Linked DNA regions of Oryctolagus cuniculus: region 1 is linked to region 2. The links are chromatin contacts, called in public Hi-C maps. All regions are on one chromosome and are shown on one strand. The core of a region is the stretch at or near the end of the contact, and the rest is flanking DNA. Distances in the headings are between cores, read along the strand shown. Region 1 has its middle 64 kb from the start of HUNK. Region 2 holds the start of HUNK (hormonally up-regulated Neu-associated kinase).

Region 1 (5,945 bases), core at 2,646-5,145, 65 kb after region 2:
AGAGCTGGATCAGAAGAGGAGCAGCCGGTTCTCGAACCAGTGCCCATATGGGATGCTGGCACTTCAGGCCAGGGCGCTAACCCACTGTGCCACAGCGCTGACCCCGCCACAAACTTTTTGAAGTGCCTTTGTGTTATGTCATATGGCCAATAATATTACACATGTGGGAAACTAAACATCTATGAGATCCATATATCAAAGAGATCTGTGGACAGGCCACCAAGAGAAGAACTCAGCGGTCCTTCCCCAGGAAAGCAACAGCGACTGCTGGGAAATGCAGCCAACCCATGACAGTTTGAAATCCCCCTGACATACTCCGGATGCACTGTGGCCTCTCCAGGCCCAGGGAGAGGCTCGTGCTGAAATCTGCAGGAATCCGGCTATGTGGAAGACAAAGGCGAGAAACCAGGGCTGCTGGAACTGCAGGCTTGAGATTTGTTTTCAGGTGGTGCTAACTGGCTAATAATATCTGGGTTTGGGGGCGTGCTGCAGACGCTGGGCGCCTTCTGCAAACACAAGCTTATTAGGCTGGATGGGCGGTGTGTGTGTGCGCTGTGCACGCGGTGGCTGCTTCAGCTTGCAGAGCCACGCAGCTCTCCCCCACTTCTTGCAGCAACACCTTCTGCTGAGTTAGAATCTCCCTGTCCCCTCCCAGCCCTCACTGCTGTGCCGGCTTCTAAAGTTAATGTCATCCAACGTCACCCTCCTCTACACAGCCTTTCCCGGCTATGCTTGCTCCCAAATCAGTCCGTTTCTCCAGTGACCAACCGACCAGGTTAAGCTGGGACTACCTCAGTTTCAATGTCCCTGTCATCCCCTTAGTCCTGCGCAGACAGGTGGTCACCCTGAGCCCCTTACCACTCTTGGGAGCTGTAGCATGCGATTTTTTTCTTATGAATAATACTCTATGCTCTCTAGTTCCCCAACCTAGTGATTCGTGTGCTGGCCCTGTCTCAACTACTCAAAACTAGGGTCATTTCTTAGTGTCCTTGATACCGGTCTACTACGTTTGGACACCAAGAGTTGCACATTTCTTTTACATTACTTCATTTTTTTTTTCATACCAGGTTTCTTATGACACAATTAAAAATAAGACCCCTTGGGGTCGGTGTTGTAGCACGGCAGGTTGTCACTGCCTGCGGCGCTGGCATCCCATATGAGCACTGGTTCAAGACTGAGCTGCTTCACCACCAATCCAGCCCCCTGCCTATGGCCTGGGAAAGCAGTGGAAGATGGCCCAGGTGCTTGGGTCCCTGCACCCACGTGAGAGTCCAGGATGAAGTTCCAGGCTCCTGGCTTTAACCCTAACCCTAACCCTAACCCTAACCCTAACCCGAACCCTAACCCTAACCCAGCCATTGTGGCCATTTGGGGAGTGAACCAGTCAATGAAAGATTCATTCTCTCTCTCTCTTTCTCTCTCTCTCTCTCTCTCTCTCTCTCTCCCTTCTCTCTCTCTCTTAGCTCTGCCTTTCAAATAAATATTTATTTTTTAAAAAATACTCCTAAAAATTTCACCTTCTCAAAGCAGAATGGAGCCTTCCCATCCAAAGGGGTCCTGAGTCTTGATCCCCAACTTTAACGTCCAGACTAAGAAGGGCTCAGGGGGTTTGCCCTCAGCAGCCGACTCTCCTGCAGAGGAGGGAGTTTATTTAACTACAGGTTGCTAGAGTTAACCCTAGAACCTCTGACTCAGGACTGCAGCTCATGGAGATGCTGACACAAGCAGTCTTGAACAGCAGAGTAGAGCCCTTTCATCAGCCCAGTCGGTTCCAGTCATTGGTTGCCAATCAAAAAAGCTACTTCTAGCAGTTAAGACTCCCATGTCCCCCTCTGGAGCACCTGGGCTTGAGGCCCCATCCGGCTCCTGACTCCAAGTTCCTGCTAATGAAGACCATAGGAGGCAGCAATGACAGCTCCAATAGTTAGATTCCCACCACCTAGGTGGGAGAGACGTCAGCACCAGCCCGACCCTGGCCATTTGCAGGCATTTGAAAAGTGATTCAGTGAATAGAAGCGCTCTCTCTCTCTCTCTCTCTCTTTCTGGCTATGTCCCAAGTAATTTTTTTAAAAAAAGAGAAAAAGATAAATATTTCCCTGAAGTACTTCATTTTAATGTAAAATATGTTAATATTTTTTGATGTTGTCCCAAGTTCTTCCTTTGAGTTTGCTGATCAGACTTCCTTCTGTTTTCCTCATATAAATCAAGCCCATATACTTCTAGTCTTGATTTCTTCTAAACAGAACAAAATTTAAAGATACTTGTGAAGTATTATGAGCATGGACTCCTTCCAGAGCAATGCAATATTTTCTCCCAATCTTTTTACAGTTGTCTCACCCACACTAAATTAAGCGAAAGCTTTTGAACAGCTTACATTTGTTGGGTCTTATACATTTCTGCATAGAATTTAAGTTATATTTTTAAAAAGGGATCTTTGTTTCTTTGCTCACTGGTTTAACTGAAATATAAAGACCAAAGTCTAGCACGTTGTAGATGTTCAATTTGTTGAATCAAGTGGTCCCATAACAGTAAGTTCGTTTAATTAGTTAATTGTATTAATAGGTAAAAATGGCATAAAGAGGTTTGGGAGCTAACACAATTGATTCTTTATAAGCACAGTGGGTAAATGAGGGGGTGGGTGCATGGGTGCACAAGAAGTAGTCAACAGCTATGCGCATTCAACTGTGGGCATCTGTTAATGTGTGGTTTGGAAGGAGTGAAGAGTGCCCACTGGGGTGGCCACTTGGCCTATGGTTAAGACACCCAGTTAGCATGCCTGTGTCCCATATCTGATGTGCCTGAGCTCCAACTCATCTCCTTCCTGATGATGAAGACCCTGGGAGGCAGCAGTGGTGGTTCAAGTAGTGAGGTCCCTGGTACCCATATTAAAGACCTGGATTGGGGCCCATGATGTGGTGCAGCAGGTAAAGCCACCGCCTGCAGTGCCGGCATTCCATATGGGCCCCAGTTCAAGTTCTGGCTGCTCCACTTCCAATCCAGCTCTCCGCTATGGCCTTGAAAAGCAGTGGAAGATGGCCCAAGTCCTTGGGCCCCTGCACCTGCATGGAAGACCCAGAAGAAACTCCTGGCTTCAGATCCGCACAGCTCTGGCTGTTGTGGTCAGCTGGGGAGTGAACCAGCAGATGAAAGACCTCTCTCACTCTCTGCCTCTCCTTCTCTCTCTGTGTAACTCTGACTTTCAAGTAAATAAATAAACCTTTAAAAAAGAAGAAAAAAGACCTGGATCGAGTTTCCAGCTCCAGGCTCCAGCCCCTAGCCCAGAGCCATTATGAGAATCTGTGGAATGAACCAATGAGTAGGATTTCTCTCTCTCTCTCCCCATCCCCCAGATAAGCAGTGCCCATCAATCTGGAAAGTCAGTTAGATGGCTGTTGGGTGTAAGATATTCCTCTCCTGTGACGAAAAGGCGAGATGACAGAGAACTGAAGCCAGAGTCCGTGGAAGGAGCTGAGAGCGCCTTCCCGCTTCTGGCGCTGGCACGGCTGTGTTTGAAAGCCGAGTAAATGCCCATCCTCCTGAGTGCCAAGAAGCTCTCTCCCAGAGAAATCATTTGAAGTCCTTATTTTTTTATTTAAGGATTTATTTATTTATTTGAAAAACAGAGTTATAGAGAGGCAGAGGCAGAGAGAGAGAGAGAAAGAGAGAGAGAGAGATCTTCCATCCGCTGGTTCACTGCAATGGCTGGAGCTGTGTCAATCAGAAGCCAGGAGCCAGGAGCTTCTTCCAGGTCTCCCACACGGGTGCAGGGGTCCGAGGACTTGGGCCGTTTGAAGTTTTTCAAGTAAATAGCTAGGGGTTGCTGTGGTTACCAACAGGGTATTATATACCTCCTGCCAACATCTAAAGGGGAAAAAAAAATCTACCCACTTCTTGATGTTATTTAGTGCCTTCCTTCTTTGCCAAGAATGTGTTGGAATGAAATCGTTAGAGGCCACACCCAGAAAGAAAGTGACAGATCAGAGGCCTTGCTGCAGGCTGCGGCGTGTCTCCAGCATCAGGAAGCCTGCTCCTACCTTGGAGGATTAGTCTGCACAGAGCTGCTGTGAAAACAATGTTTAGAAGGGCATCAACCCACCATCACCATCAAGCAAGCAAACACCATTTATTGATCGAATTTGTTCTCCTGCCACAGAAGAATCTATGTCTAGAGCTCTGATCCATGACCTGTAATTAACCTTTGTTGCTTTGGGCCACATTGGCTGTGGGACATTCAAGTTTGTCACACACGCTGTCACTTTCAGACAGATTTGGAAGGGACTGGAGGTGACACAGGCCACTGCAGGCCCCAGCTGTCTCTCAGATCTCAGCTCACTACAAACTATATAACATTGATTAAATGAAACCTTACCTAGTCATTAAAACTGACTGCAGGAAGAATTTTCATTGATAATGGAAAATGATTTCAATATTAGTTTAAGAACTAAAAAGCAGGGCCAGCACTGTGGTGTAGTGGATTAAGCTGACGCCTTCAGTGCCTACATCCCATATGGGTCCCAGTTCAAGTCCCAGCTGCTCCACTTCCAATCCAGGTCCCTGGGAGAGCAGTGAAAGATGACCCAAGTGCTTGAGCCCCTGCACCCACATGGGAGACTTGGAAGAAGCTCCTGGCTCCTGGCTTCAGCCTGGCCCAGCCCCAGCTGGTGTGGCCATTTGGAAGATGGAAGACTTCTCTCTCTCTCTTCCTTTCTCTGTAACTCTGCCTTTCAAAATAAATAAAACAAATCTTAAAAAATAGAATTAAAAGGCAATCATTCATTTTTTTTAATGCCAAGCCAGTGCCAAATAAAACAGATGACACTCTTGACCTCATGAAATACATGTTCTCTTAAAGTAAATATTCATTGACGGGAGTGTGAAAAGAAGCACACCTAAATTTTAATAATATTTTATTTCTGAGATATTGGATTAGATTTTATTTTCATGTTCTTTAAATTTTTCTGTATTTTTTAGAGGAGGGGAGCTAGTGTTTGGTGCAGCAGTAACGACGCCATTTGAGATACCCACATCCCATATTGAAGTACTGAGATTTGAGTCTTGACTCTGCCCCTGACTCCAGGTCCCTGCTACGTGCACCCTGGGAGGCAGAAGGTGATGGCTCAAGTACTTGAGCTCTCATAAGAGCCCTTGATTGCATTCCAGGCTCCTGGCATTGCCTGGCTCAGCCCTGGTTTTTGTGGGCATCTGGGAAGTAAATCAGCAGATGAGAGATCTCTGTCTGTCTCTCTGCATTTCAATAAATAAAAATAAAGAAGTTTTTTAAAAAACTTTAAGATTTTTATATATTTATTTAAAAGGCAGAGTGACAGAGAGAGAAGGAAAGACAGAAAGAGAGAAAGAGATCTTCCATCCATTGGCTCACTCCCCAAATGGCTAGAACAGCCAGAATCTGGCTAGGTGAAGCCAGGGTTCTGGCTTCATCCGGGTCTCCCACATGGGTGGCAGGAGCCCACGTAGTTGGGCCATCCTCTGCTACCTGCTCAGGCGTATTATCAGAGGGCTGGATCAGAAGCAGAGCAGCTGGGACTCGAAGTGGCACTTCGATACGAGATGATAGCATTGCACGTGGCAGTTAAACCCACTGTGCCATAACTCCAGCTACTAAAAAAAAAAAATAAACCAATAGGGAAAGATGGCTTGGGTGGGTGGAGATATTTTGACTGCCCAGCACCTAAATTCCCTTTTTATAACTGAGGGGACTCCCTCCTCATACACTTGTCTAGGGCTGGGTACTTGGTACAGAGATTACAACCCTTCTTGAGACGACCACATCACACATCTGAGTTCCTGAGTTTCAGTCCCAGCCCTGCGCTCAATTCCAGCTTCCTGCTAATGCAGACCCTGGGAGGCAGCAGTGATGGCTCAAATAGCTGGGTCCCTGCCACCCATGTGGGAGACCTGGACTGAGTTCTAAGTTACTGGCTTTG
Region 2 (6,059 bases), core at 3,257-5,756:
CTGCCCTGTAGAACATAGTAAATTGTATTTTTAGTAACTCTTTCACTCCAGGTATCTAGCACTGTCATACTCTGGGCGTGATTACTGACAACTTACGACGCAGGCAACCCTTATTTTTTAGCCCCAAAATAGCTCCAATGAAAATGATAAACAGGCTTTTCTTTTTCCTGCTTACCCAAATGCGAGAACAAGATATTTAAATACCTTAGCCAATCATTTCATGTTCCCAAATTTGTCTCTTACTCACCGGAGGAGGCTCCTGGCTGCCAGTTTTGCCTGCCAACCAAACCAGCTCTAGACCCGAGTCACACCTATACTTTTCTCAATCAAGCTTTGCCAGCTGTCTTGTATCCATTTATTTATTTTTTTTCATGTAAAACTGACTTGCCATGCACCAGGCACGATGCATTTCCTGGCATCAGGGCAGCAAGCATAATCCCTCTGAGTCTTTCAAAGTCATCACTCGACATTTTCGCGCAACGACTGTGCGCTGTGTCAAGGCCACAGAGAAGGATACTTCTCAGAATCTGAGTTTGGGATCATTTTCCCTGCTCCAGTCATCAACGTACGTTTAGTCAAAGACACAGGGCCCGGCCTGAGAATGTGCCAATTTCGAGTTTCACATGATCGGGTGAACCACTTATTTTTAATTCCAGATTAACAAGAGACTGTAGGAGCTCAAAGCTAGAGAGAGACAAAATTAGGTCTCAGCCCAAAGTCCTCCTCTCTTTGCAAGCCCTAAAAGGGCCATCCAGATTCAATGACTTCCAAACTAACAGTTTCCCAGGAACAGCAGTCCAAACACTGCCTGCGCCTCCATGATTCAGGATCCCGTCTCAGGGCCCACGGTAATTCCCAGTAAACCATGCACCACGCACCCAGAGCTTCCTGCGAATGGGCCCCAGGTCGAAACACAACACGCACATAACCCCCCATGCTAAATACCTTCAGCCAGCCAAACTCTGGATTTTGGTCTCCAGCACCCAAAACAAAATGCACAGTTCGAGAATACAGCTCTGAAACAGGCCAAAGTGGGGGCAGCTCCTCATCACCCCTTCTTTCTGCTTCTTCAAGAATGATTCCCCAAGAGAAACAACAGGGAACCCTTGCATTCTGGTGGGCTGCTGCAGCTGATTCTCACTAAAGTGAGCATGACTTCCTTCCCCCTCCAACCCTGGACCTCATCTGAGTGCTTTAAAAAGATAGGAAATGAGAACAGTGAAATACTTTCACCCAAGATAGGAGACCGTGCAAGGGGGAGGGGCCTTCCCTGGTCTGCAGCTACCTTCCTCCAAGCTCTTTCTCACCAAGGTCTCTGTCGGTTCCGCTCACCTGAGCAAACCATTCCCCAGGCCAAAACTCTCAACAGCTCACCTTGTAAAAACAACTGAAGGTTGCTGCGAATTGCCTGGGGTTGCCGTCCCCTTTGCTTTGGCCTTAGAAGGCAACTCTGAAAAGCAAGAGTGGAGATGGGGAATCCTAACTCTCAACCCTTCCCATGCTGAGTCATGCACAAAAAAAACAGAGTGCGGGGGTAACTGTAAATAATCTGTACAATCTGCTACAACTCAAACCTATTAGTTAAGCATTGAAGCTGCTGGAGTTGGGAGATAAATGCTGTGAATGACACCACGGTTTCTCTAGAGCCAGAAACTAAGTGAACTAAAATCCAGATTTCTCCTGAGGCTTGTAGTCCCAGGAGACGGACTTGGAAAACCAAGTTTATCATCATGCACAGCCCTCCCCATTCCCTTCGCTGGTGCTGGGGCCGACGTTGTAAAGTTGCTGCCTGCGACACCAGCAACCCATACGGACACAGGTTCAAGTCCTGGCTGTTCCACTACCAATCCAGCTCCCTACTAATGGCCTGGGAAAGCAGCAGAAGAAGGCCCAAATCCTCGGGCCCCTGCCACCCACATAGGAGACCCAGAAGAAGCTCCTGGCTCCTGGCTTCAGCCTGGCCCAGCCCTGGCCAGCTCTTATGGCCATCTGGGGAGTGAACCAGCAAATGGAAAATTCTCTCTCTCTTTCTCTCTCTCTGCCTTTCAAATAAGTAAATAAATCTTTAGAGGAAAAAAAAAAAAAAAAGAACCACTGTGCTGATTAATTAGATCAAACCAGTTAATCCAGAGAAATCCAAAAATCCAATGAATGCAAATGATAAGGGTGAGGTAGACAAAGTGAGATTCAGCCCTTAAGAAACAGAAGTAGCTGGGGTGCAGCCAGACTCCTCCTCTGGACCCCATTTGGACAGCAACTGCCTGCATTCCAGCGTATGCAAGGGGCCCAGCATGGAGCTCCAGAACCCAAGTACTGGGGGCAGGGGCTGAGCTCTGGATGCGTCCCCAGACAGCTCAGTGAAGGCCAAGAGCTTTATGCTATGGAGGAAAAATGCATCAGTGAGAAGCCAGGGCCACAGTGCAGCAAGAGAGCGGGGAGGGAAGCCAGGGGAGGAGGAACGGACTTGGCGATGTCTGCCCGAGTTGTCAGCAGACTGACTCGCCTCTTTTTGCCACGTTTAGAGGGGAAATATGCACGACCAGGCAGAATCCTGTATGTTCCAAATGAAAATAAACCCCCAGCAGCCGCGCCAGGAGCAGTTTGCCCAGGGACAGAAGAGTAACTAACACAGCGTCCGCGCACCCTGGATGGAGTGGCGATGTGTGATCCGCTCGCTCCCGTCCTCGGCCCCCTCTGCACTACCAAGACGCTCTGCTATTTTTCTTCTTCCCTGATGAGTTAGTTCCTCAACCCAGAAATTCAGGCCCGACACACTTCTGCAACCATTCACCATAACCCCAAAAGAAAGGCATACCCCACCTGGAACAGCTGTAGGAGAGAGCGCCAGTTACTAGAGTGACAAAAACTTGCACTCAAATGCAAAGGGCTTGGGGACAACGTGGGGACACAGAGAATGGGAAACTAAAGTGATGATGAGTCTGGGGACACTTTGGTCTTGTCACCAGAGACCTCACAGAATAGCACGGCCAGGGACCCTTCTCCAGTGGCCAGAGGGCCCCAGGTCCCCCAGGCCAGTGGGCAGAGGGAGGAAGCCCCTGCTTCCCTCCTCTCCCCTCCCTGCAGACACCCCCTCATCAATGGGCCCCACACAGGGGCTACTGCAGCCTAGGTATGGCCTTGAGGGTGAGCGGTAGCTCGGCCAGCCACAGCCCGCAGTCCTGAGCCCCAGAGGGGAGGCAACTCTCTGTCTGGGGCAGCCACGCGGCCTGGGGTGACCCAGCCTTCGAAGAAAGTCACCATCCCTTGGGCTTCTTCTCGCAGGTCTGAGTGAGCCCTTAGGCCACCGGCGTGGGCCTCAGCACGCAAGCAGTCACGGCCACAGGCTGCATGGGGGGTCCCTCCAGGTCCTCGGGAAAGAACCCTTTGCCTTCTCCTCTTTGAGAAGAGGTAGGGGGCACATCCCAACCTCCAAAACCTGGGAGGTATTTGCCCGGTTTTGTACCTGCCAAAGCAGGGTCCTCTCCGCCCTCCCACACACAGACGGGCTGGAGGGAATGGGGGAGGGGCAAGAGTGAGAGTGGTGGGTGACAGCAGGACACAGAGTTGCCCGGGGAGGGGGCTGTGGAGAGAAAGACAAGTTGCAGGACAGGTGCTGAGAGGGGCAGGGGTGAAAACCCTTCTGAGAAATTCCCTGGCTGTCCCAGCCCACAGGTGGGGGCATGGGGGAGGGTCTGCAGGGTCTCGGCCTTTCCTCGCCTCCCCTCCCTCTAGAATTCAGATCTAAGCTCCCCTAAAGGCTGGCTGATCCGCTAATGTCCACCCCCCCCAACACCCAATCCCGATCTAAGGAGCGCGGCTTCCTCCCTCGCCGCGGATCTGCCGCCCCTACCGGCCAGGAGAGCCGAGTCCCCGGCCCCCGCGCCGCGGCCCGCCAGGCGGCGCCCTTCCCGGAGCAGAAAAAGCGAAGTGGGCCGGCTTCTAGGGCAACCCTGCCGCCCCCCACCCCCGCCCCCACCCCCACCCCCACCCGGGGAGCCCGGAGCCCAGACGGCCCCGCGGCGAGGCCCCCCGGCGCGCGGGAGGCGCGCACCCACCCCTTCCAGCCCGAGAGGAGCGCGGGCTCAGGCACAGGCACCGGCCCGGGGCTCACGCCGGGACCCCCGGGCCGCGCCCGCAGCCGGGCCGCGCAGCTGCTCACCTTCTCTCCGGTCAGCACGTGCAGCCCCTCGCGCACCTTGGCGAAGGAGCCCTCGCCCAGCTTCCTGCTGCCAATGAGGTAGTTGCCCACGCGCTTGTGGTGCTGGAAGTCGCGGAGCCGCTCGCGGGGCACACCGCTCACCCAGGCCGGCAGGAAACTTCCCTCGCAGGCCGCCGCCGGCCGGGCCGCGTCCTCCGCGCCGCCGCCGCCGCCGCCCCCGGGCGCCGCCGGCTCTCCCAGGAGCCCGTCCCCCGCCGCCGCCGGCATCGCGCGGCTCCGGCTCGCCAGCCGCGCTCGCCGCTCCTCCTTCTTCCTCCGGCTCCTCCCGCCGCCGCCGCCGCCGCCGCGGGCCCGGCCCCTCCCGGCCCCGGTCTCCGCGCCCCGCGCCCCGCGCCCCGCGCCCGGAGCCGCCGCGCTCACGCCCCCCGCGCGGCCGAGCGCGGCGCGCAGACAATAGCAGGCGCCCAGGGGGCCGGGGGCTGGGGATCCGCCCCCAAGAAGTTCTTCCTGGGAAGATCGCCCCGGGTCCGGTCCAGCGGGCTGATGACAGGGGCTGGCCCGGGAGGGGCGCGGCCGGGCGCCTGGGTCCCGGCGCCTCGGCAGCCTCCGCCCTCGCCGCCGCTGTCCGGCAGGCACGGGCTCCGCGGTCCGGCTCGCTCGCTGCTAGCCGTGCGCCGGGCGGGCTGCAGGCGGCCTCTGGGAGGCAGCGGAAGAAAGCCCCATTCAGTTTGAATTCGCAGAAATTCAATCCGGTCGCGGACGGCGGGAACAGCCGCGAGCTCCACTCCGCAGCCTGTGCACTTTCAAATCCTCGTAGCCCCTCCTTCGCCGCGCGCAACAGCCACGCTCGACCCTCGCTCGGGAGGGGAGGGGGCAGCGAGCGAGCGGCGGCGCCACCTGAGCGCCAGACGCGGGGGACCCTGCGGGGCCGCGCACACGCGCGCTCCCGGGCCGGCTGCGCCTCTCCTCCGGATTCCGGGCTGGGGCTTTCTGGACCTTTCGGTGCTGTGATCCCCCCCACCAGCCGCACCCACTTGGGGCTGGGGGAGGTAGCGAGGCGCCTTGGAACCCTGCGCCCTGTGGGTTGGGCTGGGTGCCCAGACCAGAGCCTGGCGCGCAGTAGCGTCCCCTGGCCCGGGAATGGGTGGACTGAAGGAGGGTTGGGGAGGTGGCGGGCCGGGTGGCCGGGCTGGAGGAGCCGCTGCGAGGGACACAGCCCAAGCTGCAGCGTACGGCCCCGGGGCGTTAGCTGCGTGCGCGCCTACGCGGACACCTTTGCCTGCCACCGAGAGGTTGCCCGGGATTGCGGGATGGGCTGGACCCGCGCTCGCGGCTCCGCGTGGCTTTTGTTCTAAGAGCGCTCGCTTTTGCTAAACAATCGCGGCTGCTCGCAGGACCCCGATCCGTCTCCAGGATCCCCAGCCGAAAATGAGGCACCCCGGGCTTGGGGGGAAGCCGGAAGGCAGGTGCGGGGACGCCTTTACAGAATGCTACCTGTTGAGGTGCGCGCGCTTCGTGCCAACTCAAGCCCTGGTCACGCGCTGAAAGGGAGGATTCCGTCCCAACCAAGTTCCTTCGTTGTTTAAACCCCCGGAAAACGGTGTGGCAGCGACCACGACAACGCTTTGAGACGGCGGGTTGGGGGCTACTGGCTGCAGGGACCCAGGGTCTTGGGCGTGCGCTACCCGAGGACCAATTATTGTCTCGCTTCCAGCGTGCAGCTGAGCACGCGCGAGTGGCCAGCTGCTCGCTCTGACCGAGTTCAGCTGTGTTTCTGTGGCTCTCCGCGTGCGCATGTTGCAATCTTCAAGGTCCGCTTTCTCCTGTGTTTCTCGCTGTGCCCCAGTGTCACCGCTACTCATCCAATCGCTTTAGTGTCTCCAACTCAGGAATCAGATTT

What was found. A called contact is a pair of places that touch in the nucleus more often than the background predicts.
Region 1: a Hi-C map of an unstated tissue shows a contact between it and region 2, with 1.7 times the contacts expected there. The contact joins the enhancer-like site here to the promoter of HUNK in region 2. A contact is called at or near these places in 2 of 6 Hi-C or Micro-C datasets (ear pinna and an unstated tissue).

Annotation. Positions count from the first base shown.
Region 1 is chr4:13,023,181-13,029,125 of mOryCun1.1, forward strand. No RefSeq gene overlaps it. Among named protein-coding and RNA genes, the nearest start is that of HUNK, 64 kb to the left of the region's middle. Within about 2 kb of position 3,896, at least 1 of the 8 cell types and tissues checked has an H3K27ac peak or open chromatin away from gene starts, as enhancers often do.
Region 2 is chr4:12,957,871-12,963,929 of mOryCun1.1, forward strand. HUNK (hormonally up-regulated Neu-associated kinase) reads right to left here and starts at 4,507. Exons shown (of 11, transcript XM_051859489.2): 1 at 4,160-4,507. The coding sequence starts at 4,426.